2 separate regions of the Sus scrofa genome follow, and region 1 is linked to region 2. The links are chromatin contacts, called in public Hi-C maps. All regions are on one chromosome and are shown on one strand. The core of a region is the stretch at or near the end of the contact, and the rest is flanking DNA. Distances in the headings are between cores, read along the strand shown. Region 1 has its middle 28 kb from the start of SEPT9. Region 2 has its middle 49 kb from the start of TNRC6C.

Region 1 (4,082 bases), core at 246-2,745, 390 kb before region 2:
TGTGCCCATGCCATGCTGCTAGGCACACACAAATGGGCACTGAGACTGGCCACCAGAGGTGGGGCAGCTGTGGAGAACAGCAGAAGGCACGGCTGGCGAAAGCACATCTTGTTTCTGTTTGCGCCCAGTGTCGTGGGCCAGCTGGCATGGATGGCGCGTGGGGCCAGGGTTCCCTGTGCTCTGCCTGGCAGGGCGGCAGGGCAGGGCCCTGGGAGGATGGTCACTCCACTGGCCTGGCTGGCAGGGGCCTCTGGCCCAGCCTTCATTTCTCAGATGACCGAGCCAAAGCCCAGCTGGGTGACCACCCGGGCACCAGAGAGCGGAGGCGCAAGGCTGGGAGGGGTCCCTCGGGAGTCAGAAGTGACGGCAACGTCCTGGCACCTCCCGGGCGGAACGAACTCTGGCGTTTTTCATGCACCAGACAAACGGTCGTCTCTGCGCCGTCACAGCCGTGCCGAGCATGGTGCCCTCGGCCGAGGACAGCACAGCGTGCAGGACGCGGGCACCTTCTCCTAGGCTGTGCCTGAGGACGAGCTGGTGGTGCTTTCCATGAACTCCTCATCTGGATGTGTTTTCATTAAAAAAAATACTTATTTCTTTCAAAGCTCCGTTAAAAGCTGGTTCCAGATATGAATGAAAAGGAGAGCCCCTCCCCCCAGGGGGCTCCCCATGTTCCTTGACTTTGGTCTTCACTTCTAAGTCAGAGCTCAAGCCTCTCGGGGGAAGCGAGGTGCACCTTGTCCCTGCTGGGAGCTCCGGCAAGTCCCTCTGTGGCCGGAGAAGGGAGGGCGTTGGATCAGTGCGGCCAGTGCGGCCCCGGCCGTGTCTCCCAAGCGCACACCAGGTGGAGGAGGTGGGGCTGGGGCCGGGAGGCCTGGCCTGTGTGTTTCAGGGTGGGGGCCCGTCCGGCCAGATGCCCCACCCGCCAATTTCCAGAATCAGCCGTCACTGCTCATGCTTCCCCGGGCTGGCATTTAAGGTGTGTCTGGCTGGCTTTTGGCTGCTGCCCAGCCCTGTCCAGGAGGGGCTGGTGGCGAGGGGCTTGGGCAGGTGCAGGTGGCCTCAGGGGACCTCAGATCTTCTCTCTCCTCCTTCTCTCGGGAGCGCCTGGCTCTGGCCTGGTTTGGGACCAGGGGGCCTGAGTCCTCTCTGCCGCCAGGCCCCCTCCAGCCCTCTGGGGCTGCAGCCTTGCCCTGGGAAGATGCCGGCGGGCTTGTCAGCAGGGCCAGGATGAGTCACAGAGCAGTGACTGGCCGCTGAGACACAGGCCGCTCCTTCCAGCCCAGGGTCGACGTTTTTCCTTGTTCTGGACTGGCTTTGTGGCTTTTCCAAATCAAGCAGTTTTATCTTGTTCCAAGCGCTTGTATTTCAGCAGGGAGATTCTCCAGGAAGGGAACTTTCCACTGGGAGGCTGTGACTTAGCTCAGCTGGGCCGTGGGGTGGAGAGGGGGAGTTGGGAACGGCCGCGCGGTGAGTCGTCAGCAGAGAATGTGGACGCTTCTCCGCTTGGTCATGAAGGTTGGCCTGGGAGCTCCAGGCCGCACTGTCACTGGACGTCTGCCCTTGGCTCGCCCAGGGGGAGAGAGCTGGCACCCTGTTCTGCTCCGGGGGGTCCTGTGTCATGCACATGGGAGGGCAGGGAGCTGGACAGCCCCCACCGCGGGAGGTGTGCCGCTCTGCTGTCCCCTCTTGTCTCTGGATCCCCAGGCACTTGGCCGGGCAGACACTGGTTGCTGGCTTCCCGGACCTGCGTTGCCCTCTCTGGCTCTACTTGCCTCGTCTCTAAGACGGGAAGCTTGGCCCGAAGCCCTCCTGGCCCTCTTCCTCCTCCTGCTCTGACTGGCGAGGGCTTGGTTTCCGGGGTTGCTGTAACCAGGTACTGCGATCTGCGGAGCTTCCACCAACAGCAGTTGGTTCTCTCCCAGCTCTGGAGGCCAGAGGTCCAAAATCAAGGTGCCCTCAGGGTTGGTTCCTCGCGAGGCCCCTGGGGAGCACCCTCTCCAGGCCACCCTCCCAGCCTCTGGTGGCGGCCAGCGCTCCTTGGCAGCCTGGGCTGGCGGGTGCCTCGCCCGGTCCCCGCCTCTGTGGTCACACAGCCCTCTTCTGTGTCTTAAATCTCCCGCTGCTTCTCTCTCATAAGGACACTTGTTCCTGGGTTTAGGGCCTGCTCGGAAAATCCAAGATGACCAAGACTCAAGGTCCTTGTCCTAATTACACCTGCGGACTCTTTTTCCAAATAGAATCACGTCCACAGATTCCAGTGGACATGAATTTGTGGGGTGGGGGAGCTCCATTCAACCCCCTCCAGTCCCCATGCATCCTGGATGCACAGGCTGAGTCTGTGTCCCAAGACCTCCCACTGTCCCTCTCCGGCCGCTAGCCTTTGTCCACTCTGGTCGCCAACCCCTGGTGAGCCGTGGGAAGCGCAGTCCACATGGATTCTGGGGGCCCGCCTGCTCCCCTCCCGTGCACCTTCTTGCCTGGAGCTGCCCTTGTCCCCCTGGCGTAACCACTGCGGGGGGAGGGGAGGCCAGGGCAGGCCCTGGGATGGAGTGGACCTAGGACGGACAGCTATGGCACCTGCCTCAGCCCGCCTGCTAAGGGCACTGTTGCTGGTGCCTTGTCATTTAAAAAAAAAAGATTGGCGTATAGTTGACTTAACCAAGTTGTGTTAGTTTTAGGAGTACAGCAAAGCAGATCAGTTGTATAATACACACAGAATACAACGTCTATGGCGTGTGTATTATACTCTGTACACTGTATAATATACGTAGTTAATATGTATAAATCCGTTGTATTGTATATACAACACAACTATGTGTATATATGTATACACACACACACACATCCATTCCATTTCAGATTCTCTTCCCATATCGCTTGTTGTACACTCTTTTTTCTCTTTTTAGGGCCGCACCCGCGGCATATGGAGGTTCCCAGGCGAGGGGTGGAATCGGAGCTGTAGCCGTCGGCCTACACCACAGCCACAGCAAGGCGGGATGCAAGTCACACCCACGGCATATGGAGGTTCCCAGGCTAGAGGTTGAATTGGAGTTGCCCACAGCCACAGCAACGTGAGATCTGAGCTGCGTCTGCAACCTAACACCAGATCCATAACCCACGGAGTGAGGTGAGAGATTGAACCCGTGTCCTCGTGGATCCTAGTCGGGTTCGTTAACCGCTGCGCCGCCACGGGAGTGCCTCTCATTGCAGTTTTGATGAGCGTTTCCCTCGTGGTTGGTGATGCTGGGCGCCATCTTCCCCTGTTGGCATCTGTTTGTCTTCTTTGGAGACACGTCTGCCGAGGTCCTTTATCAGTTTTTAAATTGGGTTGTTTGTGATTGAGTTGCAGAATTTTTAAAACATATACTGAAAATGAATTCTTCATCAAATGTGTGATTTGCAAATATTTTCTCCCATTCTATGTGTCGCCTTCGCATTCAGCTGAGAGTCATCTTGGATCACGGAAGTTTTTAACTGTGATGAAGCACCGTTCGTTTTTTCTTTTGTTGCCTGTGCTGTCGCTGTTCTTCTTCGCAACGTCCTCAAAGCGTTCCCTCCGTGTTCTCCTAAAGGTTTTACAGCTCTCGCGTTGAGGACTTTGAGCCCTTGTGAGTTCTTTTGTTTATGGTGTGAGGTAAGGCTCCAGTCCTGGGCTCTGACTTAGCTTTCCTCACACCCAGCCTGGCTCCTCCAGGTGGCAGGAAGTGGAGAAATCCTGGGTGGGGCCTGGCCTTGACCGTCCCCTCTCTGGCCGGCCAGGGAACCTAGCTCTGGTGCAGGACAGCTGGACATGGGCACTGGCAGGGCCGCCCAGACGGGGGTTGCATTGACAGGGGGACCAACCTGGGGTGCCCTGGGATCATTGTCAGTGTGCCAGTACTCTCAGTGGTTTCAGTGCCTGGCCTGCCTGTGAGACTCGCTGTCTGTGGGTCAGTGTCTCTGGGTCTGGCCCCTCTGGCCCCGCTGTGTGTCTTTGCTTCTGTGATGCCAGCCTCCGTACGCCTCCTGCTCAGAGCTGGCCGTCCCCGTGGTCTCCCTTCCAAGCCAGGCACAAACCTCTGTCTGGAAGCCACCCCCTA
Region 2 (3,763 bases), core at 120-2,619:
CTTTAAGAAATACAAAGGATGCTGTTTTCTCCAAAGTCAAGAATTAAATTAAAGTAAGTAAACGTTGAATGGGAAAGGCAGAAGCCTCTATGTCAGCTCTGTATGACTTCAGATCCTTCTTAGTGATGTGGGTTTTGGGGAGGGAAAATAGCCGGCATAGAAGACATTCCAAGACGATTTTAGAGCTTGATTTGTGAATCTGACTACCAGAGGGCTTAAAATATGGCAGCAAGAAGAAAGGAGTGCCCCAAGCTCATGGGACCTCGAAGGAAAAGAGAGCCAGGTTTCATCCGCAGACGTTTCAAAGCATGACACTTGCGGTAACAAAATTGCACTGCGAAAGTAGCGTGTTATTATCTGCTTTTCAAGATGGGGACACGTAGACAGGGAATGGCCTCTTCTAACACGAACAACTTGCAAGTAGCACTGCTGAGCTTCCACCGCACTGAGCGGAAAGCTGGCCTGCTTCCACCACGCTTCGTAAAAATGTAGAGAAATCTTGGTTTCACTATCTTCTCGTGACTTGAACCGAAAGTTTAAAAGGGATTCTTAAAGTGCACATCGCTCCAGACCTTACGCTTAATGACTAGCGTATACTGAAGAGGAGCGGCGGAATGGAGGACCGCTACCGGGGGCCGAGCGCCGGGAAGGAACCGTGGGGTGTGAGACCCCGGGCCCCCAGGGTTGAGCCGGACAGCTGTTTGCGCGGTGGGGGCGAGATGCTCGCGCTCCGGCGCAAAGGGCTGTCTCGGGAGGGCTGTTTTGCAGCGAGGCTTGTTTGGCTCGCAGCAGGGCGCTCCCGCGGGAGGGAAAGCGGCGGCGTGCAGAAGCAGTCTGGGAGGCGCGCGGCGAGCAGGATGCTCCCGGGCCTGGCCGGCGCGCGTACGTGTATGTGCACGGCGGGGAGATGCAAGGCGTGTGCAGGGCACGGGGGGGACGGGCGCCAGGCTCTGCAGCATGGAAGGCCAGCGCCGCCGGGTGAAAATACCGCGCAAAACCTTGGCTCGCGAGTTGCGGGGAGCGGGCTGGGGGAACCGAGCGGGCGAGCAGGGCCGGGGTCCTCGCCTTGCGGTGGAGCGCGCTAAGGCGAAACCGCAACATCCTAAGACGAGGAAGGACGCGGCGAGGGTTTCCACATATCCCAAGTGGAGCGCGAGCCTTCAGGACTCGCACCCGCCCAGGCAGGCGAGGCGCGCACACATGCGAACCCCGGCGCGCTCCCAGCGCGGTCTAGGGAACCACAGCTCAGGCGGGTATTAAGGGGGAAGAAGGGGGCGCGGCCTGGCTGGCACCAGCCAATGGGCCTGGGAGGGGCGCGCGGGGGCGGAGCTCAGGTTCAGAGTGCCGATTGGCCAGTTGCCCCTCCGGTATGCAGATACGGCGGAGTCACGTGCCAGGGGCTGGGACGACTTCCTGTTGGAGGCCAACGCGGGGCGGGGAAGGGGGCGCGAGCGCCCCGTCTGGCTGGAGCGGGGGGAGGGGGGGTTCTTGTCAGTTAGAGCAACAAGATGGCCGCGGTGGCAGCTCCGCACCTCAGCGCGACGGCCCCGGGAGCCCAGCCGCCGCCGCCGGCCCCGCCGCCCCGCAGCCCTGAGCGCCGCCCCGGCCGCCCCCACCGCCCCTGACAGGGCCGTCCCCGCGCTCGCCTCGTTCCTGCCGCCGCCGCTGCGGGCCCGCCGGAGCCGGAGGCGGAGGGAGCGGAGCCGGCCGAGCGCAGAGCGCCGAGCGCCGCCGCCGCCGCCTCCTCGGATCCCGGGCCGCGCCGGAGCCGCCGTCCCGCCCGCGGGCGCGAGGAGGAGGGCGCGCTGCGGCGTCGCCGGGGCCGGACCTGGACCCACCGGGACGCGTCGCCGCCCACCCGCCTGCGCCGCCGCCGCCGCCCGCACCGGGACCTGAGCCCGCGGCGCCGGCGTTGAGCGGGCCCCCGCCGCCCGAGCGCCCCGCAGGCCCCGGGGCGGCCGCCCGAGTGGTTGTCGCCGCCGCCGCCAGGCCCGCGCCGCCGGAGCCCCGCCGAGGAGCCGCCGCCGCTGCCGGGGACGGAGCCCAGGTGAGCGCGGGCAGGGCCTCCGACCGCCTCAGCCGGCCGAGCTGTTGGCGTCGCCTTTGTTCGGCCGGCCCGGAGCGCGAGGGGTCGCGGGTCCCGGCGGGAAGGGTGCGCGGCGCGGGGCGGCGGGAGGAGCCGCCTGCGGCGCGGGGCCCGGTGCGTGCGCGCGCGGGGAGAGGTTCGCCGGGCCCGGCGCGGTCGGAACGGTCGGCGCGGCGACCGGGCGGTTGCGTGTGTGGTGTGTGCAGCCGATGCGGTTGGTGGAAGTGGCTTTCCCCGAGCACGCATCCGCGGGTGTTGCATTTCTGAAGGCATGCACGAACCCAGCGTTTTCGGTGTGGGGCCTCCCGCGCCCTTGTTTGGGGGAGAGCAAACGCGGGCGTGCTCGGGCGAGCGCGGCAGGGCCCCTCGGCCTCCCGCGGGTCTGGAATCAGGTGGGCTGCTCGCCGTGCTGCAGGCTGCGCGGCGATGCTCACGAGGAACGCGAGCCGAGCCGCAGTCGCCTGGCTCTCGGAGCACGGAACCCGAGCGCCTCTGGGCCACCTCCGCTCGAGCGGCGCCTCGTCTGCACCTTGGCCTGGTGGATGAGAGTTGTTAATAGGTTGGTGCCTATTAACGTGCAGATGCAGATGCAGGGTTCCCTGCGCGTTCACCGGGCGGAGAGCCGAGCGGTTCGCTGCAGGTCGCTCGGAGCTTTGGGAATCTCACGGAAGATGCAGGATCGCTGCCTCGACCTCGCGGGCGGGGGAGGAGGAGCCGGAGGTCCTGGCTGCTCCTCCTGCGGTGGCAGGCACGCCACAGCCTCGGGGATTCTGTAGGAAAAGAGGGGAACTGCCTGGAACCCTTGCCTCTGTCAGATGAACCTCCATTTGAGTGGTCTGCTCGGTTCTGTCTAGGCATGACCTGCAGGCTCTGAACGCAAAATGGTGCTCTGGAGATGCCCAACTTGACGTTGCCAAGGACTTGCAGATTGGAGGCGTCTGGCTGATTTGCTCCATTGTGCTGGGGAGGTTCGGGTTTTCTCCTGTATCCGGCGTTCCCTCCGCTGTGTGCGGCCCGCGTAGGTGGACAGTGTATGACGATCACGGTGGAGAGGCCGCTGCGTCTCTGAACGTAATTTGACCCCGCAGAAGACTTGTTTTATGCAAGTTATTTCCTACATTTAGAACTGAGTAACTGTGGGGATGAGTTGAGGCTCTGGAAATGTGGCTTGAGTAATCTCAGAGGACAGTGGCGGCCACTCTGAAATGTGTAGGGAGTGTGACAATTATATGCATAGATTCCAGACTTGTCTGTACTATGTGAAAGAATGAAGGATAGAACTTAGCCCAAGGCCAGATGAACTTGGTTGGCGGGGGGGCACCTTGAAGACATTTACACCATTTCAGAACCACAGACGTGATGACGGTCTCTGGACACCTTTCAGTGCGGCACTCCTAGGATGCTTTGTTGGGGGAAATGGTGCAAAATGAGATGTTAAAAACGACTAGCCCAGTTGTACTATTCAAATTCGTTTTAGTCTTGGTATTTACAGAAGATGATACTGGCCGGAATCGGTTTTACCTTGATTACCTCTACTGAAAGGTCTTTTTTTTTTTTTTTTCCTACAGAAAGTTTTTAGTATTTGTATTTTCACAAGAATAGAGGTTCTTAGAGTCTGTCTTTCTTTTGCACATTGGATCATGAGAAAGCAATTGCCCGGAATGTGGTAATAGTAAA

Evidence for each region. Hi-C and Micro-C count contacts between places; a contact is called where the count stands out from the background.
Region 1: a contact with region 2 is called in a Hi-C map of embryonic fibroblasts, with 2.0 times the contacts expected there. The contact joins two enhancer-like sites. A contact is called at or near these places in 3 of 47 Hi-C or Micro-C datasets (embryonic fibroblasts, fetal skeletal muscle and omental adipose tissue) and 1 of 2 datasets of contacts at active chromatin or transcription factors (skeletal muscle).

The regions. Positions count from the first base shown.
Region 1 is chr12:4,373,979-4,378,060 of Sscrofa11.1, reverse strand. No RefSeq gene overlaps it. Among named protein-coding and RNA genes, the nearest start is that of SEPT9, 28 kb to the right of the region's middle. Within about 2 kb of position 1,495, at least 37 of the 83 cell types and tissues checked have an H3K27ac peak or open chromatin away from gene starts, as enhancers often do. A contact at or near this core is called in embryonic fibroblasts, omental adipose tissue and skeletal muscle, where this site is marked.
Region 2 is chr12:3,986,022-3,989,784 of Sscrofa11.1, reverse strand. No RefSeq gene overlaps it. Among named protein-coding and RNA genes, the nearest start is that of TNRC6C, 49 kb to the right of the region's middle. Within about 2 kb of position 1,369, at least 73 of the 83 cell types and tissues checked have an H3K27ac peak or open chromatin away from gene starts, as enhancers often do. A contact at or near this core is called in embryonic fibroblasts, omental adipose tissue and skeletal muscle, where this site is marked.